Linked DNA regions of Mus musculus: regions 1, 2, 3, 5, 6 and 7 are each linked to region 4. The links are chromatin contacts, called in public Hi-C, HiCAR-type and promoter capture Hi-C maps. All regions are on one chromosome and are shown on one strand. The core of a region is the stretch at or near the end of the contact, and the rest is flanking DNA. Distances in the headings are between cores, read along the strand shown. Region 1 overlaps Frmd6 (FERM domain containing 6). Region 2 holds the start of Psma3 (proteasome subunit alpha 3). Region 3 holds the start of Actr10 (ARP10 actin-related protein 10). Region 4 holds the start of Trim9 (tripartite motif-containing 9). Region 5 holds the start of 4930512B01Rik (RIKEN cDNA 4930512B01 gene). Region 6 overlaps Cdkl1 (cyclin-dependent kinase-like 1 (CDC2-related kinase)). Region 7 holds the start of 3110056K07Rik (RIKEN cDNA 3110056K07 gene).

Evidence for each region. Promoter capture Hi-C pulls out the DNA fragments that hold promoters and counts their contacts. A called contact is a pair of places that touch in the nucleus more often than the background predicts. HiCAR-type assays count read pairs that join an accessible place to other places.
Region 1: a promoter capture Hi-C map of trophoblast stem cells shows a contact between it and region 4, with 3 times the contacts expected there. The contact joins the enhancer-like site here to the promoter of Trim9 in region 4. A contact is called at or near these places in 13 of 39 promoter capture datasets (the HPC-7 cell line, cranial neural crest, embryonic stem cells and 7 more), 5 of 484 Hi-C or Micro-C datasets (Sertoli cells, cerebral cortex, embryonic stem cells and 1 more), 8 of 115 datasets of contacts at active chromatin or transcription factors (VIP interneurons, astrocytes, embryonic basal ganglia and 5 more) and 2 of 9 other capture datasets (adipose tissue and embryonic stem cells).
Region 2: a contact with region 4 is called in a promoter capture Hi-C map of hippocampal neurons, with 4 times the contacts expected there. The contact joins the promoter of Psma3 here to the promoter of Trim9 in region 4. A contact is called at or near these places in 2 of 39 promoter capture datasets (cranial neural crest and hippocampal neurons).
Region 3: a HiCAR-type map of astrocytes shows a contact between it and region 4, with 3 times the contacts expected there. The contact joins the promoter of Actr10 here to the promoter of Trim9 in region 4. A contact is called at or near these places in 14 of 39 promoter capture datasets (the 3T3-L1 cell line, the SN4741 cell line, cranial neural crest and 8 more), 3 of 484 Hi-C or Micro-C datasets (cortical neurons, embryonic stem cells and rod photoreceptor), 13 of 115 datasets of contacts at active chromatin or transcription factors (VIP interneurons, astrocytes, bone marrow-derived macrophages and 9 more) and 1 of 9 other capture datasets (pancreatic islet).
Region 5: a promoter capture Hi-C map of stem cell-derived epiblast-like cells shows a contact between it and region 4, with 3 times the contacts expected there. The contact joins the promoter of 4930512B01Rik here to the promoter of Trim9 in region 4. A contact is called at or near these places in 6 of 39 promoter capture datasets (the 3T3-L1 cell line, the SN4741 cell line, embryonic stem cells and 2 more).
Region 6: a Hi-C map of the N1E-115 cell line shows a contact between it and region 4, with 6 times the contacts expected there. The contact joins the enhancer-like site here to the promoter of Trim9 in region 4. A contact is called at or near these places in 1 of 39 promoter capture datasets (cranial neural crest), 1 of 484 Hi-C or Micro-C datasets (the N1E-115 cell line), 1 of 115 datasets of contacts at active chromatin or transcription factors (embryonic stem cells) and 1 of 9 other capture datasets (embryonic stem cells).
Region 7: a contact with region 4 is called in a promoter capture Hi-C map of hippocampal neurons, with 4 times the contacts expected there. The contact joins the promoter of 3110056K07Rik here to the promoter of Trim9 in region 4. A contact is called at or near these places in 1 of 39 promoter capture datasets (hippocampal neurons) and 1 of 115 datasets of contacts at active chromatin or transcription factors (astrocytes).

Annotation. Positions count from the first base shown.
Region 1 is chr12:70,890,150-70,893,678 of GRCm38.p6, forward strand. It overlaps Frmd6 (FERM domain containing 6), which reads left to right. Exons shown (of 14, transcript NM_028127.3): 11 at 3,458-3,529. Among named protein-coding and RNA genes, the nearest start is that of Gm32664, 11 kb to the right of the region's middle. Within about 2 kb of position 1,597, at least 51 of the 459 cell types and tissues checked have an H3K27ac peak or open chromatin away from gene starts, as enhancers often do. A contact at or near this core is called in trophoblast stem cells, where this site is marked.
Region 2 is chr12:70,973,276-70,976,476 of GRCm38.p6, forward strand. It overlaps Psma3 (proteasome subunit alpha 3), which reads left to right and starts at 1,348. Exons shown (of 11, transcript NM_011184.5): 1 at 1,348-1,492. The coding sequence starts at 1,472.
Region 3 is chr12:70,935,937-70,939,209 of GRCm38.p6, forward strand. Actr10 (ARP10 actin-related protein 10) reads left to right here and starts at 1,921. Exons shown (of 13, transcript NM_019785.2): 1 at 1,921-2,095. The coding sequence starts at 2,019.
Region 4 is chr12:70,346,248-70,349,615 of GRCm38.p6, forward strand. Trim9 (tripartite motif-containing 9) reads right to left here and starts at 1,367. Exons shown (of 14, transcript NM_001286388.1): 1 at 100-1,367. The coding sequence starts at 921.
Region 5 is chr12:69,788,348-69,791,745 of GRCm38.p6, forward strand. It overlaps 4930512B01Rik (RIKEN cDNA 4930512B01 gene), which reads left to right and starts at 1,997. Exons shown (of 8, transcript NR_033573.1): 1 at 1,997-2,104. It overlaps Cdkl1 (cyclin-dependent kinase-like 1 (CDC2-related kinase)), which reads right to left and starts at 2,360. Exons shown (of 10, transcript NM_183294.2): 1 at 2,296-2,360; 2 at 1,640-1,917. The coding sequence starts at 1,807.
Region 6 is chr12:69,755,941-69,759,441 of GRCm38.p6, forward strand. It overlaps Cdkl1 (cyclin-dependent kinase-like 1 (CDC2-related kinase)), which reads right to left. Exons shown (of 10, transcript NM_183294.2): 5 at 1,268-1,358; 6 at 506-706. Among named protein-coding and RNA genes, the nearest start is that of Mir681, 6.3 kb to the right of the region's middle. RefSeq lists an enhancer at 1,469-3,322. Within about 2 kb of position 2,096, at least 124 of the 459 cell types and tissues checked have an H3K27ac peak or open chromatin away from gene starts, as enhancers often do. A contact at or near this core is called in the N1E-115 cell line, where this site is marked.
Region 7 is chr12:71,013,702-71,017,109 of GRCm38.p6, forward strand. It overlaps 3110056K07Rik (RIKEN cDNA 3110056K07 gene), which reads right to left and starts at 2,122. Exons shown (of 4, transcript NR_045055.1): 1 at 1,806-2,122; 2 at 755-806. Arid4a (AT rich interactive domain 4A (RBP1-like)) reads left to right here and starts at 2,266. Exons shown (of 24, transcript NM_001081195.1): 1 at 2,266-2,460; 2 at 3,390-3,408.

The sequences.
Region 1 (3,529 bases), core at 347-2,846, 540 kb after region 4:
TGGGGAAAGCAAAGGGTGGCTTGCCTCAGCTGGCCTCTCTTTATGAGATAGAATTTCTCTGTGTAGCCCTGGCTGTCTCGGAACTCTCGATGCAGACCAGGCCTGCCTCTGCCTCCTGAGTGCTGGGATTAAAGGTGTGAAGTACGGTGCCCAGCTGCCTCTGCTGGCCTCTTTCTCTACCTGCCAGGAATAGGAAAATTTTAAGAACCTCCAGAATGGGATTTTTAGAGACATGGACCAGAACTTGAGAGCCAAGTTGCATTGAGTTTGCAGTCCTGTAGGGATGACCGAGCAGCTCCTCCACCTCATGTGTTTAGAGTTTCTAGCCCCTGACTTGAAAAGCTTGCAATGGGCTAGGGTGGAAGCCTTCTGTACCCGAGTGCTGAGTGTTCCTGTCTGCAGCTGTCTGCAGGAAGTTGTAATCCCTTCCAGTGTGACGCTTTCCTTAGCCCCAAGTGAGAGTGAACATAGACCACAGCTTCTCTGATTGACAGCAGGGAGACCCTCAAGCTGACCCTATAATAATAACAATGGAGAAGGCCTTTTCCATCCAAGGACTTTGCCCAAGCCCCTGTCAAGGCTTTGAGGAGATGTGCTGGACCTGAAGACGATCTTTGAGGTCCTAGCGCTGTTCCTGAGAAGGGGCAAGCTGTGCTGTGGGAGGAAGGAGCCCATGTTGGGGGCCTGTGGCTGCTGACGAGTTTAGCAGTTTCTGTCTTGGTCATCAGTTATGGCGCCCTGGGCCTCCTCCACTTAGTCAACACCAGCTTCTCATCCCCAAAGGCCTTGTCACATATTTGCTTAGAATTGCTTTCAGTTTGTTCCGCAAAAATCCCATTGTGGTCATTGTCACAGTAATCAGATTAGAGATGGAATGTCTGCCTGGGCCCTGGGACACAGTGACTCCTGCTTTAGGACTCTATATGAAACAAGTGCTGACCAATGCTCCCATGGAGAGCAGGGGCTGTCCTCCCTCTAAAGAAGACGTGACGTGCATCTGATCAACTTTTCTAAAGCCAGACATGGCCAGATGTGTGTGAAGAATCCCTGACTGTACAGTGATGAGAAGGCGAGTCACCCACTCCCTGCCGTCTGCACTGTGACTCTTCTGTGGCAGGAGCTAGTAGCACTGTGAGGTGTAGTGGCTTCTACCGCAGACTGCCCGTTTTTCCCAGATTGACTCACCTCTGGGCTGACATGAACACTAAGAGGAATCCAGACAAATGTACCAAGAGGGAGCCTGTGAGACAGATGAGCCAACTGGGTACAGAGCCCATGGTTGTTTTCCAAATGTAGCTCATTGCTAAGTGGCTACCATGGCACCTTAAAAGGTTCATCTGTCCCATCAGCTCTCAACCCAAAGCATTTAGTAATGCAGATGACCTTAAGGGGAGCCCTTGAGAGTCTGATCTTCCCTGCAGAGATAAGGTAAAAGTTGAGAAAGATGCTGAGGTCTTGGAGGCCAGGGCATCATCCCTTTAGCGTATTGGGAGCTTAAGTGAGCAAATGTCTGTTCACTCTGCCACCATAACAGAACACCCCAGGCTGCTGATGCATAGAGAATGTCTGGCAGGGACTTCCTGATGCATCATCCGAAGGGCAAGGAGCAGGCACAGGAGAGTCTAGGAGGCCTCTCCCACGGCGGCGGCAGCAACAGTGCTGTTCCTGACAGAGCTCCCACAGCCTAGTCACCTCTGAACAGCCCCACATCTCACTCTGACACAGCACTAATGAAGTTTTAGCCTGAGTTTGAGGGGGCATTCAGAGCACAGTAGGGGTGGAGGAGTGATAACGGTGTAAACTGCAGTGCTTATTTGGTGAGTTTAAATAAATGATAGAGACAGGATTCTTACAAAGAAAATATGTTTGTTTGTTTGTTCATTTGTTTTACTTAGAGGTATCTTCAGATCTGAAGAAACTGTCACACCAAGTTTCTGTGAGCTAGCTTTGCTGCAGATCCACTAGTCCACCTGTAGTCTGGATTATTTTAACCAGAAAAGCCCTTTTATGGCATTAGTTGAGCATAAAAAGAAGGAGTGTTCTTACATTTCACTTCTATGTACCTTTCTAAGATACTGCCGTCTCGCCATTTTTATAGACGGTGATCACAAGAACACTGCCGTGGGGGTAAGAGGGGAAGAAAGATGCCTTGAGTCATGAAAACAGTTACAGTTAGGCTGCAGTTCCTAGAACATCCATGGGTCGCAGGCCAAGAAGCCACACTTACTACATTATATTCCAAAACAGACTCTGTAGAGAGCATGGGTATCCTGGCAATATGCCTTGTGCTCAGAAGGAGGCACAGGGCTGCATCTGCCAGACCTCTGTTCTCTCTTCTGCCACCCATTTTCCTCTGGAGAGCAGGTGGGGGTGCAGGTTCAGGGCTGTGTGCAGACATCAGGGCTGCGAATGACCCCACCTAGCCAAGAAGCAGGGCAAGTATGTCTATTAAGAAGCCCCCGAGATTCCAGCTAGACTGCTAGTCTAAAATTACATCAGTTTAATGTTCCTCCAATGTACTCTGTCCTTAGCATTGCTCTACTGTGTTTCTTTCTCCTCAGTAGTAAGACAAGGAGGATAGACTGTTTCTCTGACATTTTTCTCACCCGAGATGTAATAGGTATTCCGCTCTGAGCACAGCGCCCCACCACCACCACCACCACCACCACCATTCAGCTGAGACTCGTAACTTTGAGTGTGTTTAGCTCAGTGTTTGTCAAGAATGTTTCTTAATGTCTGGCTTTCCAGGGTCTGACTTTGACCGTATCAACAACAACACTGATCTGTTAAATTTGAGGACTTTTACCAATCAGAGGGCACCTGGTATGTCCCTAAACCAGTAATGATGACCATGGTAGATAACGCCTCATTGTTTGGCCAAACAGGAGAAAGCCAGTCTTGGATTACTTTTGAAAAGCTAAGTTTTAGAGTCTTCGAAAGAGATTTCCTGAACAACTCTGTCTTGTTAGGTTTAGCACCTAAAGGCATCAGGAGCCAAACTGAACATAGAGGCATGTAACATGGACAGCAGTCAGCACACTGACAGAGTGTGGAGGACCTGATTGTATGTAACATGCTGTTTTCTGACAGCTTTGCAGAATTCGGAAGCCTGTCGTGGCTGTCCTGCAATGTCGAGTTGCTCTGCAAGGTGTTAGGTGCTCTCAGTTTTGAACTTGTATCACATTGGACGGTCGCAGTGAACAGACAGGAAGGGGCATGCCATGACACTCTGAGGAGCCCACTTCTCTATATTGAAGCTTCATTCTAAAGCCTACCTCCACCCAGACCCCCTGCTCTGCTGCCCTGGTGTTTTCTCCTTGTATAGTGTTCTGTGTCAAGCTCCAGTTCCCAGAATGCCCCAGTCACTAGATCAGAGAGGCTGCCCTTGATCTCAGCCTGACACCGTCCGTGGCCTGGCTTGGTAGAGTATGCCGCTGAGCTGTGTTCTCCCACACAGAGAAAAAGCAGTACCGGGAATCCTACATCAGCGACAACCTGGACCTTGACATGGACCCGCTGGAAAAGCGGT
Region 2 (3,201 bases), core at 98-2,597, 630 kb after region 4:
CCAAAATAAAGTTGATTGATAGTGGGTTTTTAAAAATGTGTTTTTATTGATGTTTGTTTTGTTTTCTTTTTAGACAGGGCTCTTATATTGCAAGCTGGCCTCCCGTCCCTGCCTTCTGCATCACCCTGCTGGAAAATATTTTCTAGCTATATAAAATAAAAGTCTCCAGATATTTATTTATTTTGTTTTTTTGAGACAGGGTTTTTCTGTATAGCCCTGGCTGTCCTGGAACTCACTTTGTAGACCAGATTGACCTCGAACTCAGAAATCCGCCTGCCTCTGCCTCCCGAGTACTGGGATTAAAGGCGTGTGCCACCACGCTCGGCTCAGATATATTTTTTTAAATAAAAATATTTCTAACGTTGTATTTACAATTGGGATTTAAAATCCACCCACCACTAGGTCAGGTTCCATGCCCACTCCTTTGATTTATCTGTTGCCCTCCCTCCACTTAATACTTAAGATCATAACCTGATAGTTGTTAGAATGAGCCGAGCAACTGGAGTCCCCCAAGCCACCTTAGCCTTTCCTAACGCTAAGTCTCATAATCTTCCTAGTAGGAATGAAGATATTCTAAAGAAGCTCTTGTGCTCCTCTTTTTGATAAGACTCCAAGAAACTGGAACTTCTCCAGGAATTACATGCTGGGTGAAAGAAGGCTGAAGCCTGCCTGGTTCCAGCCAGAGGGACAGCTTTCTCTCACACATAGATTTCACACCACCTTGCAGGAGAGGCTAAAGTTGAAACCATGATGGAAAAGGTATCACACCTTGACCGAGGCTGCTTAGTTATGCACAGCAGTTGAACCAAACGTCATGTTCGGACTCTGATGATGAACTTGGTCGGAGGATGGGGGGGTCAATTGCCTCCTTTTGTTCCTTTTCCTTTTTTTTTTTTTTTTTTTTTTTTTTTTTTGGTGTTTTTGAGACAGGGTTTCTCTGTGTAGTCCTGGCTGTCCTGGAACTCACTTTGTAGACCAGGCTGGCCTCGAACTCAGAAATCCGCCTGCCTCTGCCTCCCGAGTGCTGGGATTAAAGGCATGCGCCACCACGCCCGGCTTTGTTCCTTTTCCTAAGGTGGGTTTTTCCTTCCCCGACTTTTAAGAATTCCTGTCTGTGTGGGCTACAGAGGACAGGTGCCCAAGCCTGTCCTCCTTAGGATTATTAGCTACTTAGGACTATTAGGAACTAGGCTCTGACCTTAGCTCTTCCAATACCAGTTTCAGTTGACACAGTAGCAACTTCTCCAGGGAACCGCCTCTATGGTTTCTGCGCACGCGCGCTCTCTGCTTTTTTTTTTTTTTTTTTTTCCCCCTACAGTTTTCGTCCCAGCCCACGGAACAAGCCGCAAGAGGAAAGGCTATTGGTGGAGAGCGCAGCCAATGGGCGAGCCTGTTACTAGCCTGCGCCGTGTGCGGCGTAGGAGCGGCGCTTGAGGCCTGGAAGCGTTCCGCGGCCTGCCGGGTCAGCACCATGAGCTCCATCGGCACTGGGGTGAGTCTCTCCGCGCCGTCTCTTCCAGTTCGGGGTTGAAGGCAGTGAGGAAGCCCGGCTGCGGCTCGGAGGGCCGCTGGATCCCCGGCGCTGCCCGAGTCCTGGGGACCCGCGGCCTCTGTCTCGGTGACCCCGGCTCCCGCGGCGGTTCGGGCCGGTCCTGTCCGCCCCCGTGCAGCGACAGCCCCGGGTGCTGAGTCACTTTAGTCTCATGCTTAAGGAAACTGAAAGTGGAGACTCGCGGGCCTGCCGCAGTGCGAGCTCCCCGGCTCGACCCTCGAACGGCCCCTTGCAAGCCCCTGCTGGTCGCAATGCCTCGGCCGGATCGCCGAGTGCGTCGTGCGGCCGCCGCCGGCCCATGCAGGTGCTGCGGAGCTGTGTGCTGCGGTGCTGCTGACTCACAGGCCTGCCCGGGCTTCCCGGACGGAACCTAGTTAGTGGACGTTCCCTGGAAACGGGACACCACCTAGAAGAAAGGCTGGATCTCATGAGTCCTTGCCTTTCCTTTGCGTTCTGCTTTTCGCGAACAAGCTATTTTAAGCGAGTCTGTAAGCATTTAAAGGGTTATCTATGGGCCTAAGCGCCTCCGATTTGTAAGGAGTATTGAGGATTTGCGAGCTGGACTTTAATTTGTTGGGGCTAAATACACCCAGTGTGTGCAGCGATTTACCCCACCTTTCCTTTGTCTCCATATAGAACTACTTAACAGTCTCGATTATTTGCAGTAGAGGTAATGAATGAATAATGCGTTTCTTGGTTATCCTTGTTTCCCCCATTATTTTGATGCTCACCAAGTGTGGTGCACCCCTTTAATCCTAGCACTTGGGAGGTAGAGGTAGGAGGATCTCTGAGTTCGAGGCCAGCCTGGTCTACTTAATGAGTTCCAGGACAGCCAGGACTATGTAAAGAGACCCTGTCTTTAAAACAAAACACGCGCGCGCGCACACACACACACACACACACACACACAAACAAAATAAGATTTGCTGCTCAGAATTAAACTCGCATACTGTGTTCTTATGCTTAGAATTAAGTGGTTACAAGATATTAATACTATGTAATACTTTTGGGATAAGTGCTCAATAATATGTCTCAGCAAATTGGCTTTGCAGTTGTAGTAATGTTATCCTCTGTCAGTGGTCAATCCATGTGGAATATTTTAATATGAAAGTAACCCTGAGTTTTAGGAAGTTTCACGGTTGAAGGCTTGTTTTCTGGCTGTCTTCTAAGAATTGTAAATACCAGTATTTGTCAGTCATTTTGGGCCATTTGGTTTTCTTTTTTTTAACCCCTACTGCTGGGCAGTTGGGAAGGCCAGCCGAGGGCCTCAAGAGCTAGTAGGCAAGCACTGAGCCCCAAATCCTATATTCAATTAAAGAAAATAGTGAGTGTGTGTGTGTGTGTGTGTGTGTTTGTAGGGGGTGGGGTTGAGATAGAGCCATACTGGCCTAGAACTCTGCATCTTTCTGTGTCAGCCTCATGAGTGCTGGGACCCATCCGTATTGCTTAGATATGCAGCAAGAAAGGATTATTATTTAATTTTGAATTCTGTATGGACAATCTTCCGTTGTCTTCAGCTTAATGAACATTTCAATTCTGGTTGTTCAAATGAAAGTCCATTAGTTGTCTTTTTTTTTATTTTATTTTACACCAAGAGCTGTCCATTAACAAATCTGTGTGTTTTTTACACAGCATCATTTATGCCTAGG
Region 3 (3,273 bases), core at 671-3,170, 590 kb after region 4:
CTACAGATCCATGATTCTATGACTTTTAAAGTTAGATTCTCTTAAGGATATGGTTTATAAATAAATTTGAAGATGATTGGTCTTAAAATTAATTGAAAATGAACTTGCTTATTTCTCTTCTCTGAAGAAATTCCTTTGTAATGAGATTATTAGGTGATTTCATGAGCAGTATTTCATAGGTTTGCAGTGAGAAAGGGACTGAGAAGATGAAGATCAAAGGTCACACAGGTTAAGCATGTTTCAGGCTTGAACATAGTTTATTGGCTGTTTTAATGTTCTTGTTTGAACAGTTTCTATTATCTTCAGTTTTCAAATTAAAATGCAAATACATTGTTCACCTCTTTTCGTTTCCATCCTCGCTCTAACCCTTCCTGTGCCACACCTTTGCTCTCTCAAATCGATGGTCTCTGTTTCTTTAATCTCATTACACACACACACACACACACACACACACACACACACACCAGCTTGTGTGTGTCTGTTTATGAATATCATGGTTGGGTAAGACTGGTTTCCCTTCTTTGAAAGCTTGTATGGAGCCTTCTGGTACCATGAAAGCTAGTTCTCAGGGAGGAGGCTTTCTGGTTAGAACCTCTGGGTCCTCTGTCTAAAGTGCATGGTGTCTTAGCAACAACGACTTATCCTCAACCTCTGCAATGCAACTAAGAGCAACAGCAAAGCTTGTTTGGGGAGTTTCTTGGACATCTCTGACAAACTGCTCAAACAGCATCTCCTTGCCCAGTGCTGGGATTTTTGTTAGATGACTGTGAGAAAATGTCTCTTTTGCAGACTGTCTGGACAGTTTTTTCAGTTGGGTCAACATTCTTTGCTTCCAGCCAGCAAGAGAAATAAATCAGGGTTTTTTTTGTTTGTTTGTTTTTTTAATGTACTCTTAAATCTTTCTTTTTAAAAAATACTCCACAAGAGGTTCCATTCAAACATCTGAGATTATTAAGGAATATATTTGTTTTGTGTTCATTCTTTTTTTCTTTCTGCTAAAATAACCACGATATTCTCCTTATTAAATTTTTATTTATTTGTTCTCGATTTCATGTATATGCTTTGATCATATCTTTGCATCTTGCCACCATGACACCTGGTTTCTCCTCTTCTAGAAATCCAATCAATCTCCCCAGCAACAGGCAAGAACTGCTGTCTTAGTAACTATTCTATTTCTGGGAAGAGACAACATGACTAAGACAACTCTTATAAAAGGAATCGTCAATCGGGGACCTGCTTACAGTTTTAGTTAATGATGGGGGGGTGGGGTGGCGGGCAGGCATGGCAATGAAGCAGTAGCTGAGAGCTTTACATCTTAATTGCCAGGCAACAAGGGTCCGGGGTGGGGGTTGGGGGCAGAGGAGGCAGGGAGGAGAGAGCTGCGCCTAGTGTGGGCTTTTTAAACCCCAAAGTCCACTCCCAGTGACACACCTCCTCCAAGGTCAAATCTCCATATCCTTCCAAAACTGTTCCAGTCCTCGGTGACTAAGCATTCAAACAGATGAGCCTAGGCGCGCGGGGGGGGGGGGGGGGGGGGCGTTCGCATGTAAACCACCACAAATACTGCTGTAATTAAGGAGCATTTCCGCCTTCCCAATCCAAGTTTTGAATTTAGATCTTAGGATCCTTTTCTAGAACTGCTTCGGGGAGAGTGAAAGCCAATCTCTTCTGAGCAGACTCTATCTTGTGTGTTCATTGCGGCGACTAAATGTCATGATAAACGACCAACACAGAACTGGAGAATGAGAAAGCGATCTCAAGTTCCTGCCTCCCCTCCTAAGCCGCTAAAAATCCTTACTACGCCGCGCAGGCGCCCCCGGCCGCTGAGCGAGAGGACCCGGGAGGCTCCGCCCCTCTAAGGTGTCCGGCGCGCCTGACCGCCTCGGCCTCCGCGACGTCAGGCCTCTCCTTGGCCAGCCCGGGTCCTCGGCTTTGTGAGGACCCCGCCCCGCCCCCGCGCTGAGGCAGCCCCCCCGCCGGGCGGACCACTTCACCCTCTCTACGTCGGTCTCTCAAAGATGCCGCTCTACGAGGGCCTTGGGAGCGGCGGCGAGAAGACAGCAGTCGTGATCGACCTAGGAGAAGCTTTCACCAAGTGAGTGGCCATGGGCGGCTGTGGGCCCGAGGGACGTGCCGGTGGTCCCGGACTGGCAACCGTCTTTAGGCCCGCTGGGCACCCGGGACCTTCCCCCGGCGATCCCGCGAATGCTAGCTCACATCGTTGCCTTAAGGCAAAGCTCAGTCCACACTCAGTGATGAATGTGTTGTCAGGGAGGACTCTCTTGGGCAATGCGAACCTGTAGGATCTGGTGGCCTGAGTGGGATCTGGACTCCTAGAGAAGCCCAGGAAGCTCGGGGAACGGTGTCCCCCACCCCACCCCCGTCTAAGGTGATCAGGGGCCATCACTTTAACTTTTGACAGCGATGACCCAGATTGTGCTTGCCTCTGGCTGGGTCAGATTGGAAGGAAACCATCGAATTGTAACGCTTGCTGACTCTTTCCACCATAAAACATTTATGGGATGGAGCCCCATTGGTTCTGGAAATAGATTGTTCTCCAGGAGTGTAGGAAATCAGCTATGGAGCCCTGGCACATGAAGACAGGAAGCCGCATAGAAATGAGACGGGAAATTGTTGGTTACCTTATAATACTCTTAGACCCACATTTTGCACTTTAAAAAAGCAGTTTGTAAGCACGGGAGTAGTGGTCCTCGAAGTGGCAGTCAAAGGTAGAGATAGCAAAACACAAATTCACAAGCCTTGGAACATCTGGACAGTATGAGAGGATGCTGGACGGTTTTAAGTTCTTTGGACCATCCATTTAAGAGTCCTTGTATTGGACTCAAGAACAACACAGAATTACATGACATATATGTATATATAAAGTGATGTTGTGTATGAAATACATATTAGGCTCCAGAAAGCTGAGAGTTCCATCATATATACATATTATGTGTTTGAGGTGAAGTTATATATGAAACAGATGTGTGGATTATTTTTGCATATTTTAAACACTTCCTAACCTGTAATAGATGTTAAGCAACTATTAAATAAATGGTCATAAGAACAGACTTAAAAATTGGTCCTTAGAAGCTACAGAATTGGATTAAACATAGTTCTTGATTATCCTCTCCTTCTCTGACTCTCCCATATTCATCTTACTTTTTTAAAAAACATTAATATAATAAGTAGAGATTACTACCTGAAAATAATTATTGTGGCTATACATTGAAAATATAAATTATTATATAGGGATGTGATTGAAGACAGAAG
Region 4 (3,368 bases), core at 117-2,616:
CCCCACTGGGATGCGCTGTCACCCTAGGAGGGACCGAGTGCTGCAAATCTGGAGGACCCTAGGGCGCGGGGAGTCAGGGGTGGGTTGCATAGGACTCACCTTGTGCAATTTCCACATAGCCCCCAAAGCCTTGACTTCGTGGCTGGAGTGTTTGCCCTCCTCTAGGCACTGGTAGCACACGGGCATCTTGCATTGCACGCAGTACATGCTGTGGTTCTCCAGCTCGTGGTCTGTGCAGGTGGAGACCTTGCGCGGGCTCAGCCGCCGGCTGACGCGGCCCTGGGCCGGGGGCACCAGACGGTGTTTGGCTAGGGGACCCCGGGGCGGGTGGCAGCGCAGACGGCAAGGGTCGCAGTAGAAGACATCGCACTGTTCACACATGACCGTGGCTTCCTTGGGCGCCTTCTCGCAGAGCTGGCACTTGAGGGCCGCGGCTTTGCTCTGTTGGTAGCGGTCGATGACCCCTTCCAGGACGCGGTTCTTGGGGAAACCGCGGAGCCCCCGGTCATCCAGAATGAGGCTGCGGTGGCACTGGGGGCAGGTGATGCAGGAATTGCGGGGCACAGGGGCCAAAGCCGGTGACAGGTGGGTGGGCGGTGGCGGCATAGCAGGGGGGAAAACGCGGACGCCGTTGGGCGACTTCTGGCACGGGGTAGTGGGGGCGCTGGCGAAACCTCCGTAGGAGCCATAGCCGCTGTCCGCCTCGCTGTACAGGCTCATCTTGTCCAGGTCCAGATAATCATAGTCAGAAACCCCAGAGCCCGAGGCCCGGCGGCTCTGGGGGGACTCGGACTCCGGGGTCTGCACCAGGATGTTGCGGGCGCACGCCTGACATAAATTGTGAGAGCAGGGCAAGATGATGGGCTCCCGATAGAAGGAGCCACACACAGGGCATTTTAACTCTTCTTCCATCTCTTCCATGGGGACCTGGCTGGAAGCGAGGCAGCAGCGGCTGCGGCGGAGGGGGCCTGACCTGGCGAAGCAGCCGATGGGCCTGTGGTGGCCAGCACCTTGGCCAGCGGCGGCGGTGGTGGCGCCTTCCCCGGTCGCCTAGGCGCCGACTCCCCAGGATGCGCTCTCTCTGTGAGCCACCGAGCCTCCGCGCTGCGCGCCAGCCCGGGTCCGCCCCCTTCCCACTGCTAGCCCCGCCCCGCCAGGGAGCGGAGGCTCATCGGACGGTGGCCGTGAGAGCTGCTTTCTTATTGGCCTCCCGCCTTGTCCGTCTCCTCTCCTCTGCAGGTCGCTGAGGGCTCTATGAGTCGGAGCTGGAGCCCCGGCATCGCCTGCTGGCTGCTGCGGGATTTTAGGAGGGGGCTGGCGCAAGCCGAGAAGAAGTGGGGCGGGATGATTCATCCTTTCCTACCCCCCTCCACGCTTCCTTCTGAGCTCGGGTGCAGTCACCCCGGAGCAGGGGGCGTGAGAACCCCTCCCGGTCGCGAGTGGGCTGCTGCTGCCTGTCGCCAGCGCTTGGCGCTTGCCTTCCAGCTTTGGTCTGCATGCCGACCCACCCCTTCTCCTTCCGCTGCTGGCGTAGAGCCAGCACCTCCCCCGAGCCTTCCTGGAGCCTTTTGGGCTTTTCTCCAACCCTCAGAAGCAGCTGGAGCGCCCGCATCTCTGGTGTTTAGGGAAGATGGTGGTGTGCCATGGCTGCAGTGTCCCCTTTCTGCATCCCTGGTAGCTTTTTCCCTACCCGAGGCAAAGGCTCAGCATTCCCCCAAAAGCTGTGCCACCATCGCTACATGCTTTAAATGTGCGGAGGCCCTACGCCTTGGAGCAAAGGTACCTCTCACCCTCCCCAACCTCCCGAAGCTCCATCCCCCAGTTTTCGAGAGGCCCCAGGAAGGTTAGTTGAGTTGAGTCAGGCAGTGTTTGTGTATTTCTGAGTGTTTATCGGTTGTTAACTAGCTATGTGAACGAATCGCTATGGTACTGAAGATTCCAAACAATATTATCCAATGTCACATGCCCTTAGCATCTACCATAAATTCCAGAAGAGGGGTGGGATATTATTTCTGCTTCTGTAAGATAACGAGGGATCCAGTGATAGCCCTTATATTCTAACCGATTTCTCTTTCCCCCAAACGGTGCTAGAGATAATAAGTCCTGCCTCTTGCCTGTATAACCCTTGAAATGATGACAATGATAGAATCTTTGAATAAAGATATCAGCCTGCTACTCAATGGGGGAGAATCTTTGAATCTAGTGACATTCCAAGGAAGTAATTTATCTTGGGAGCATACATAGTTAATTTTCCGAGTGATTCATGAAGCAAGTGACAAAAATGGTTTTCAAGTTCGTGGGATCTTCCAAATTTTCAATTTCCAGAAGATAACAATTATTCATAGCTTACTTTATAATTTAAAAGCACTTTTTTTTTTCCCAGAGAAAAGAAGTACTTTCTATAATCTTGATTTTGGAGAAATAGTACAAATAAATTGAATTATCTTGCAAATATATTTTTTAGCACAATGATTACAGTAGTTGATCATTGGTTGTGTGGGAGGAAAATTCACATTGTTATTTAAAACTATGTTAGTCACAGATCCTACAGGGTTTATTCCTAACCCACATTTTAATTAGTTGAGACCGGAGCTGCTAATGTTATATGCAGTCTGTTTATAGGCAAAGTGTTTCTTAAGATTTGATTGGGGCATCATCTATATTAGTGCAGGATATATAGACTATTAGTCCAAAGACACTTTGCTCATGTTAAGTAGTTAATTCTTAAGAAGAAAGGGGCATCCATGCCCGTGTATGTTACAATCCTTTCGTGTATTTTGTATTCACCTGCGCAAGTCAGAGAAACCTTGGCTAGCAAAGTAAAGAGTGTCATTCTTCCCAAGTCTGGGTTTTGCCTACCACAGAATACCATGTAAGAGGTCTGGTGATTAGCAGACAGGCTATGCTTGGTTCACGGGAAAGGGTGGGTAGTTTGAGGGCATGTCCAATGGTCTGATTTGGTGTCAGACACAAATAGCCTCAATCCGATACAGATTTATAGAACAGTTGGTCAATTAGGAAATAGCTTGAGGTGAATTAACTGTTAGATCTATTTGGTCAGGAACTAGCACATCGATCCCTCCTAGAGAGCTTTCCAGATGACTGCCGTTTGTTGGGAAGTCTCCTCTTCCTGGCATCACGACTTGAGCCAGTCCCTGTAATATGACCACATGGGCACAGTTATTGCCACTTGTCAGATTAGTGATCTGAAGCTAAGAAAACCAGAGGAACCTCTCACGATCCAGCACCGGTGAGGCTAGGGTTGGAACCCAAGAGCGGGAAGGTTGTAGCTCCTTTTCTTCATTCACCAAGTAAATAGTCCATATTTTGTGAGGTTCTGGTGTAACGAACCTGAAATGTTAATCTTT
Region 5 (3,398 bases), core at 747-3,246, 560 kb before region 4:
CATATAATTTTGAAGAGTTGGAGCTAAAGAGACATAAAACCAGTAATCTCCCACCACCTTACTCAGACTAGAGGAGAAACATTGAGCACCTGGTGTAGAGGGTGGGGGCTTCCTGCTTTCACACGCTCTGTGGTGTTCACCACACACCTCACATTGTTATTTATTTAGGTAGGTGAACACACAGTTGCTACACAGCACTGTGGGGTCAGAGGTCAACCTGGGGGCCTTGATTCTCACTCAGTTAGCATTGACTTGGAAGGAGAAACTCGGGGAGCTACACCTGGAAACACAGTGATAATAAAATGTGCTGAGATACACGTACCTGTGCTGGGAGGTCGGAGAGGACATTCTCTGAGCCAAAGAGAACAGCCACCGTGCTCCTGGGAACACTAATTTTGGTGGATGGAACACATAAGTGTTACTGTGTACCATGGAGGTCAGAGGACAACTTGGGGGAATCGATTCTCTCCTATCATGTAGGACCAAGGGATCAAATTGAGGCTATCAGTTTGGTGGTGAGCACATTTATGCACTGAGCCATCTTTCTAGCCTATTATTATTATTATTATTATTACTATTATTATTGAGTAAATCAACCCATTGAAGACTGGGAATGTGCCTCGGTGAGAGAAGGTTTTGTTAATTTGATAAAGTCTCTGGGTTCAATCCTTAACACCACAAAGTAGTAATAATATTGACAATGATGATGCTAAATAAAGAGTAAGGCAGCTATCAGCTTCTACTGAGAAAGTGGACATGGTCAGTGGCTCACGAGAGCAGAGTGCAACACTGGCTGTGTGGAGGAGAGTAGGCAGAGGACCCCAGCTGGGAACCGGCACAAACATTTGAGTTCACCCCTTCTGAGAGCATCATCCACTCATACACTTGGCCAGGGTCTGGACAGAACACCGAGGCCACACTTTCTGAAGCACAGTTGATTCCCCATGGGAGCCATCCATGGCCTGCCTCATCCTGCAGTAGCAGCTGCATTGCCTCTGAGAAATTCAGAGAAGCCTCTTTCCAGAATAAGAGGGAACACACTTTTGTCTTGTAATGAACACCTTTGTCCAAGGACCTAAGCTTAGATTCCAACACTCACAATAAATGCTGCCCGAGGGCAGCTGTCCACCTGCAATCCCAGTACTAGATCCTGGAGAGCACTGGCTAGCAATCCTAGTGAGACACTGTATCCATATACAAGGGGGAAAATGGTTGAAGAAGATGGCTAGTGTTAACCTTTGGCTTCCAAATGCCACACACACACACACACACACACACACACACACACACACATTTATGCGCGCACACATGAACACACATATACAGATGCATATATAGCCCAAGAAAACAGGACAATGGGTTAAAAATACAAAATGAAAACAAGCTGGAAGCTCAAAACTCAAAAACTCTAGCAAAGTCGAGTTGTTTTAAATTCTGCTTCTTAGAGACCCGTGAAAAGACTGTCTGCAGTTGACGCCAAGAGAGCCCCACACCTCTCCTGTCCACCTTCTTACTCTTACATAATCCGTTCTCTGCGCACAGACTCTGATTTGTGCCATTGAAGACAAAGGCTGTGTGGGAAGAGGGCAGAGCCTCAGCCCAGAGCATCTATCTAGCACAGAAAAAGCAAATTAGCTACCTTGAGCATGCGGATTTCTCGAAGGGCGATTTTCTTTATGACAGGGTCATCTTCGGTTTCCAGAAACCTCTTGATGGCCACGATCTGACCCGTGTCCCTGTTTCTGCACTTGAACACTACCCCATAGGAGCCTTCTCCAATCTTTCCAATTTTTTCATATTTTTCCATTACAGAGGAGGAGCAAGTCTTCTTGAGAACGGATTTTCATATAGTTTTTAAAGGTCGTTTATGAACTGACCTCTCTCGAGCCTCATCAAGTAAGGGCTGTCGTCCGCGATCTAGAGAAAACAAGGCGCGAGTTAAAGAATAAGGATCAGCCAGGTGTGGACTCCACCCCCACCCAGCAATGACATCGCGGTCAAGGCTGGGAGTCTACAGGTGGCTGCCATGGGTGACCTAATTTCAGTTGTCTGTTTCATTCCCTCGAGCTAAAGATGTAGCCAGCATCCAAAAACGAGCCGAGCTGTAAGATAATCTATCTTTTTAACGTTATGGTTCATACGATCTAAGACACTTGAGCTGGCTGGAGCACCAGGAAGGCGAAGGGCTTCCCCGGTTCTAGTTTCGGGTCTCAATTCCCTCCGGAAGAGGACACCGGCTGGGCAACCGGGCCCGTGGGGACTGCGGGAACTGCAGGGACTGTGGGGACCTCCCACCCTGACTCCTGAGGCGCCTCTCGGCCCAGCTCTAGCACAGCAGCCTGCAGCTCGGCTGGGTGACTGCTGCGATCCCCATGGGAACCGCGCCGGTTGGGCGGGGCCGCCCTCCGCCCTGCTGTACCCGCAGCCACTTGGCCGGGTCCCTGACCCCGCGCTGCAGGTCCAGAGGGTTTAAATCGTGGAAATCACAGCATGGAGAGTTTGCAGGGAGAACGCCTGCTCCCAGGCTGTCCTAGCAGCCTGCTCGGGCTAGGGTGACCAGGTCCATACCTTATTACGTCCACTCCTTGGTGTCCGTTCCTCGCCTGTGAACCCCGGAGGACAGCAATTGCTCGGTGCTGCAGCTTCGAAAAATGAATGAGAGAGAGTGAGGCAATAGAGGGAGGCAGGATGGCCTTCCCTCCCATGTAGTGGGGTCTTGGCGGTGCAGAGCCTGCTTTGATTGCCTTGACTCTTTCCCCAATCACCTTCTTATTGAACCTGTTTCAGTACAGTGACAGTGGCAGTTGATGGATGCAGGAAATCTTGAAATAAGGATCGCACAGACAGCCTCTACATTTTGTCAGCCCTTCCATCCCCTATGCTAGGCGCCGAGGTGCTTGTGTGCTGGCGGCAGGGCTACAGCAGAGAAAACGCACGATGTGAAACCTGGCCAACCCGGGGCAAGGAACGTGCGATGCAAATGTACACAGAGCTCAAGAGGAAGCTGGGTCTGGGCATACCGAGCGTGACGGCTGCCTGGCAAAGGGTAGAGGTATAATGAGTTACTAGAATAGACTCGTGGTGGTCTGGGACCCTCCCCAGAAATCATGTGCAAATGTGAATGCCTACTCTTTTTGACTTTTGTCTTCTCGATAGCTTTGCCTTGCCCAGAATATCGCGTACATGGAAACATACAGTGCACAGCTTTTATTGAGTCAGATTCTCACTTCACAGAATACATCTGAGAGCCACACACATCTTGCATTTAGCAGCAGTGTCTTCCTGTTTATTGCCGGGTAGCGTTCTGTTGTATGAACGTACTGACTGGTATTTATTTGTTTATTCAATCCTGGTTGAAGGATATTTGGATTGTTTCCAGTGTGGGGTGATTATACATG
Region 6 (3,501 bases), core at 846-3,345, 590 kb before region 4:
GAGATGCTACACTCGACTCCAAGTGTCATGGTCAAATGCGGGCACGCTAGAACGATCATATAACCAGCCTTTAGGATATGGGAAGAAATGAAATGAAACATAAATGAATTTTCTGTTTAGACTCGGGTCCCTTCCCTTACATACCACATTGAAACCTCTAATGTCACAAACACTAGAGTCCCAAGCCGTCTGGATGAGGGATGTTCAGCTTGTAACATGGAAGCCGCCTGTGACCAGCTAAGTCCTTGCAGTAGTTCTGTTGCCAGGCTTAACACATTTAGAAGTTAAGAGGATCTGACCTAAGCTTAAGAGATTAGTCTATATATCCTGGACAATTAGTAAATTCCCAGTAATCATTAAGTCTTGTCATTTGAACAAACCATAGACACTTTTAATGGAGCCATTTCAGCGAGGCTGAGAAATGTCTGTTTCCTAAAGGTGTCAGGTAAGCAGGGGGTGTGGGAGAAGCGAGCAGGTTCTCTCAAAGTCAGCGGAAACCACTTACCCAGGGTTTTCCTTATCAGGTAGAGCTGATCCACGTCAGATTTTCCTGGCCATAGAGGCACTCCGGACAGTAACTCAGCAAACACACAGCCAATTGCCCAGACATCTACAGGGGGACCATACTGCGTGTCTCCCACTAGCAGCTCGGGTGAGCGGTACCACCGGGTGGCCACGTAGTCCGTGTAGTAGTCACCTGGTCCAGCTGGCCGGTGCAGAAACGTGGAAAACAGATCAGTGGAAGCCCGGAGTCAAAACTGAGCAGGGAAAAACCTAAGAAATGAAGCTTTTCCGAATCACCATTCTCAGTGCTAGCTGCTGGTTGTCATCACTTGGCTGTAGGATGTTTTAAATTACTGATACTTGGGCTTCCTCCCGGCCCAATTAATCCGAACACTTGGAGAGGGCCCAAGGCTACCCGCATACTTTTTAAAAGTTCCTTGGGTGTTAATCTATAGCCAAGATTAAAAGGCATTCATCTGAAGTATTAATTCTGGTAAGTATTGTTTGGGGGGTTGGAGAAGGCAGGAGATTAGCAGGCTTTATAATAACTTTTGTGCTACAATTTACATATAGCATACATATCTAAATTGTTGTGTATTTATACATTTTTCAAGTTATATTTCATTACAAGATTTGGCAGGAACCGTAATTTGTTGCAAGATTATTCCCGGGGCAGAATACAAGAACCAGCTTTCTGTAGTATGGAAACCAGCTGTCCCAGCAAGAATGTTCCTTTTACATTGAAGAAGCCGTGGGTACTCACTGAGAAGCCGTGCGAACCCAAAGTCACAGAGCTTAATGGCTGACTGTTTGGTGATGAGAATATTTTCCGGCTTCACGTCTCTGTGTATGCACTGGTTAGAAACAAACAAACAAACAAAACAAAATGTCATGAAGGTGCAACTCTAATATCTGCCACGAGTAAAGGGCTGGAATATTTAGCAGATATTGGATATATCAGTTTAATCTGCCATTGACCTGTTGGATACTAAAACAGCAGACTAAAATAAACCTAGTTCCATACCTACAGACAGAATCATTTCAAATTCTTGAGTGGCCACAAAAACCAAGAAGTGTGATAGGAAAAATGACTGTCAAGAGCCAGACTCAGCAAATAAAAACACGTGAGATACCTAGTTACGTTTGGATTTCAGATAAACGACTTTTTTTTTCAGTGCTGGGCATCAGTCCAGAACCTTAGCCGAGCACGCCACCTGACCTCCACCTCCAACCCAACTAAAATGTTAAGTATATCTCAAACAGTCTGCATTAGAAAAAGGAACTTTATATTTAACTAGGCATCACCCCTAACCTGCCTGCTGTCTATGAAGGGGGAAAGGACCGAAAGGCTTTGAGGCTTCAGCCTGTGGCAAGAACGACAGACAGATTGGAGCAGAAGCCCGGTTCACTGGAAGGCGGCTTGCTCGCTCGGTAAACAAGACAAGCCCTGGGCCTGCTGAGATAAGCTGGGAGAGAGAGGGCTGGAAGCTCGTGTGCCTGCCAAAAGATCGCCCTTCCAGCTCTGACATTTGTCCTGACAAGATAAACAAGAGCTGGCTGCGGCCTCGCCGTCCGGGGTGCGTCGTGGTCGCTAGGTGTCAGCTCTGTCCCACAGCACAGAGGAGCCCAGCGGGAGACTCTTGCATCCTGCCTCACCCGCTGGTATCAAGCTACATTCTTTAAGAGGGTGAAGCCACTACCAAGAGGAGCGCTTGAGGACTCCCACGGGACTTTCTTATTAAATGACAATGTCTTTGATAGATAGACAGATAAATAAATAAATAAATAAATAAATAAAATCTCTTAAGTCAACAACTTTTAATCAACGGTTAACATTTAAAATTGAGTTGGGACAAAATATTACTCCGGGTTCTTTGTGACCCCTCCCTTTTCCCAAGGGTTTTCCTCTCTGCTGGGAAACGCTGGGTCTTTCTGCCGCCCCAGTGACTGTTGGCCTGGAGCCTGCAACTCTTGAGGGTTCCTTGACCCCAGAATCCGGAAAGAGGACAGAGGCTCTTCGTGGGCGCAGCAATTCCCACTCCAAGGGACTTTTAGGGCGAGAGAGCAACGTTAGTGTTTCCCATCAGCATTATTATTCTGGAAAAAAAAAATGGAGGCGGGGTGGGGTGGATAAATTACCTTATAACCTACCTATCTGGTTCTCAGTAATCGATGGCCCTGGGCTCTGAAGTCTTTCACCAGCCATTTTGCATTTTGCTATAAATAGGTCCTTCCATGAATGTCGTGATGACATATGGGCAGAAGGACTCAGAAACAAGAATGTGCTCCACCCCCCCCCCCTTTGTTTGGGAATTCTTTCCAAGCTCAGCACCCTCCCCCCATCAGCCCCCCCCCCCCCCAGCACGTGGAGCCCAGCAGCGTCTGCGGCTCTCCAGAGAGCTGTGGTATGCACTGTATTTATCTTCACTTTCCTCAGATCTCCCCCACCAGGGCTGGCTGGCGAGCTTTCTCGTTCTTTCTGCCCCCTCCTCTCCCCTTCCCTCTGTATCCTCCAGCCCCACTATCTGTCCTGCCACCCTTATGCTGAAACTTGTTTGTTGGGAAAGTGCTAATCACCGATCAAAGCGTCTAGCATCCACTCGTCCTGCCTTAAAATGACTGTTTTCACTGTAAGGAGTCAAACCCAAGGCTTCATGCAGGCAAGGCAAGAGGTCTAACCATGGAGCGACACTCCAGCTCTGATAAGGATTCTAGGCTTCCGATAATGAAAGCCAAAATAATGACTGTTCCCGTGTTTTCTCCTTGTAAGCAGCTTCAGGAAAACTTACTTGGGGCAAGCTCAGAGGGGATTTAACCCCTCGGGCCTGGGTGACCAATAACTGGAGTCCAGTGAAACTCTAAAATTCCCTTCTGGGATTTTGAGTGTTTTTAGTGGTTGGACTCTGATTCCACCCCCCCACACACACACCTTTTTCTTTTCTGCTATATTGATTAATTGGTTGGTTGATTGATCGCAGTACTGGGAATCAAACTCAA
Region 7 (3,408 bases), core at 872-3,371, 670 kb after region 4:
AAACTTGATAGTGGAATGATATGTGGGCGATTACCACCAGGGAGAATCAGCAGTATACATATAATTTTCTTTTTTCTTTCTTTCTTTCTTTTTTTTTTTTTTTTGGTTTTTGTTTTTTTCCAGATAGGGTTTCTCTGTGTAGCCCTGGCTGTTCTGGAACTCACTCTATAGATCAGGCTGGCCTCAAACTCAAAAATTTACCTGCCTTTGCTTCCCAAGTGCTAGAATTAAAGGTGTGCGCCACTACTGCCTGGCTAATTTTCTTAAAAAATAAAACTACAACAGAAAGCCAAAATTCTTCCTGCCTAAATACTCACTAATCAGACCTTTCTCAAGAGACTTTTAAATCAGAGTGGTGAACAAAATCAAGAAAATGTTAAGATTCTGACTTAAGACACTGAGTGTTAAAAAGTCTAAGAATCAAAGCTGGGTGGGCATGGTGTGCTGTGGAGCTGAAGCAGGGACGGCAGTTCAAGGTCATGAGCTTGGACTACCAAAATCCTGTCTCCAAAAACCAGAGTCCAGAAAGGAGGAGCCCAGAATGGGTGAGCTTGAATATTAGGGATGCTTTTTATCTGTGGCTTTCTCTAGGGTATAACATCAGGAAGCTAATTAAACCGACTCATTTGAAAGCTTGAACTAACAAAACATCTTCAACAACCAGTCACGTAGCCTAGTATTTGGCTCTAGTCTACAGAAAATCTCAGCACACACCTGTCCCAAGTCACAAGATTTCAAAAGACACAGGACTCACCTCTGTGATACTTTGGGTTGTCATGGAGGTGTCTGTTGTCTTCAGCACAACTCTAGAAAAACAAACAAAAATCCTCAACTGTTTACTCAACCATTTTCTAGTTTTGTGCATCACCAAAACTAAGCAGATTTTAAAAAGATAGACATGACTTAGTAAAACTACCAAAATACACTTCACAATCTTAACAAATTTTGAAAAAACAAAAACAACAAATATTAACTAGTTGATATGGCGTTAGTTCAGACGTACTCAACTGTGCAATTTACTGGGGTTAACATTTCACATTTTAATTTAGGGCATAAGCTGTTGCCCAATTGTTAAGTTTTGTGTCATTTAACAAGACAATGTGCTGACGACAGAATCCATGTCTATCTGGTCCAGAAAACCCTTTCATCTAAGAAACTGTCGTTCCTTCCTGAAGCATTAATACTTTCTTCGAAAAAATAGTATAGTATTCGCCTCATGCAGTGACAAGAGTCGCTTGTCTAAGGTCATAGTGGCAGCAGCGTCTGTCCTGGCAGGCACATTCCTCAGCATTCCGAAAGCCGGGGCTTCCACGTTTCCTCCAAGCTTCACAGTTGGAGGAAATAACTCTTCTTCCCCACGCAAGACGTTTCTAGAAACCACACCTCCTCCGTCTTTTACCAAGGTGGCTGCCACCTTGGGCCCCTGGTGTCTGCAGACCGCAACCCAGCTTCCGAAATGCAATGTCAAAGGGAGACAGAGCTATGCCGGGAGGAAGGGGGGGGGGTGTCAGTAAAATCCCGCCATCCCGAGTGAAGGGGCGCAAAGGGCCGCTTACTCACCTACACGTGCGCCCCCGACCTCGCCCCCTTCCTCCACGCCCCCCCAGCCACGCTCCGCCGCCGGCGGACAGCGGCTCCCATGGCCGCCCTCGCTTCCGGTGCTCCCAGCGCTGCGCCACCCCCGAGGCCACCCGACACCGGGAGCCTCCGACAGACCTCTCGGACGACTCCGTGACTCCTCCACCCTTCGCTAGGCGTTGTCCTGGAGGGAAGGGTAAGCCGGTGCCACACTGAAATAAACCTACCCGAGAGAGTCCGCGTCCTTCCCTCCAGACACAGAAAATGGGATAGAGCTGCGGGCTGCTGCTGCCGGGACAAAATGGCGCCGGGGAACCGGTTAGGCGCAGGCGCCTGGGGAAGAGCCGGCTCCGCCCCCGTGAAAAACCCTGGCTGCAGTTCTGGATTCCGTTTCCATGGGACACGCCACCGCCCAATCCTCGTGCGGAACTGCTCTTCCTGACCCCTTGTTCTCCAATCAGTGTTCAGTCAAGCACATCCGGAGTCGGCTCCTCCAATCAAATTTTTGGGCTCTCTTACTCAATCCTCTATCCTCCAATAACGTGCGTGTTCGGATACAGCCAATCAGAAGTGGAAGCTATCCTACCTGCTGTTTTCCGCACCAATCATGGAAGTTTCCCAGCTACATCCAATGAGAAAGGCAGACAGCGAGCTCCAATCCGAAGCTATTCGGCGTCATGAGCAGCCAATAGGAGTTCGTGTAGAAGCGAGTCTGCTCAACAGCTTGTTATTTGGTGGATTGTGGCAGTAAATCGGGGCGAGTGGGGGAACCCGGCGCAGGAACTGCCGCTGCGGCCGGGAGCGGTGCTGCCCGGACGGGGACCCACGGCGATCAGTGGGGCGGCAGACTGGAGAGCTGACAGCGCTCTGCACCCGCAGTAGGTAGGTAGTCAGCGGGGGCCGCTGAATGGGCAAAGCGGCGGGAGCAGCTGCTGCCGCGATGGGGTCCCGGTGCAGTTGGGAGCTCCGCAGGCTGAGAGGGGGATGCAGGGCGGGCTGTGCCCGGGGCGCCGGGCAGCGATCGGGTCCTGGAGTCGCGGCGGCAACTGCGGGCACGACCGCCTCCGCCGCCTCCCCGGGAAAATGGCTGTGGGGCTGGCCGCGCCGCTAAGTTTGCTTTGGAGGAGCGGGCTGCCGGGAGAACCGGCCCCCAACTCTGCTGTGCTTCTTTGGCGAGGACCCGCTGCTGGACCGCGGAGATCGGGGTGCCCGCGCCTCTCCGGGCTGTACAAAAAGTTGAGGCGGGCGCGGGAGGAGACGGCCGCTGCGGCGGTGCGGCTCGCTCCCCTCCCACACCCTGTCCTGCCGCCTCCCCGCCCCGCGCCTCCCCCGCCGGGTCCCCCCGCGCCGGCCGCCGCCGCAGGCCGCCGCCCCTGCCCCCCGGGTGAAGGAGCGCTTCTCCTTCCTGACATGGTGCAGAGCGGAGGCAGGAGAGCAATGGCGCCGTGACACTCCGTTGCCGCCGCCGCGGGCCGGGCCGGGGCGGGCCAAGGGGGCCGAGCGGCGGAGGCGGGGCGCGCGCTAGAGTCGGGGCCCGGCGGGGCGCGGACCCGGGAGGCCGGGGCGCAGGGGGCTGCGAGTGGCCGACGAGGCGGGGGCGCGGTGGGCCGGCCGGCCGGGCAGGGGCGGGACGCGCTGCCCTTTGGCGCGCGTGGGGCTCACTGCCCGCCAGGCTTTGGCTGCCCGACGGGGGTCTGTCCCGGGGGCCGCGGAGCTCGGCCCCTCCCCGCCTGCATTTGTTTACTTTCTTTCCGGGTCTCACCCCGCCTTGGACTGATCCTCTGCCTCTCTTTTCCCTGCTTTGGCTCTAGCGCCCGGGAAGAGAACTCG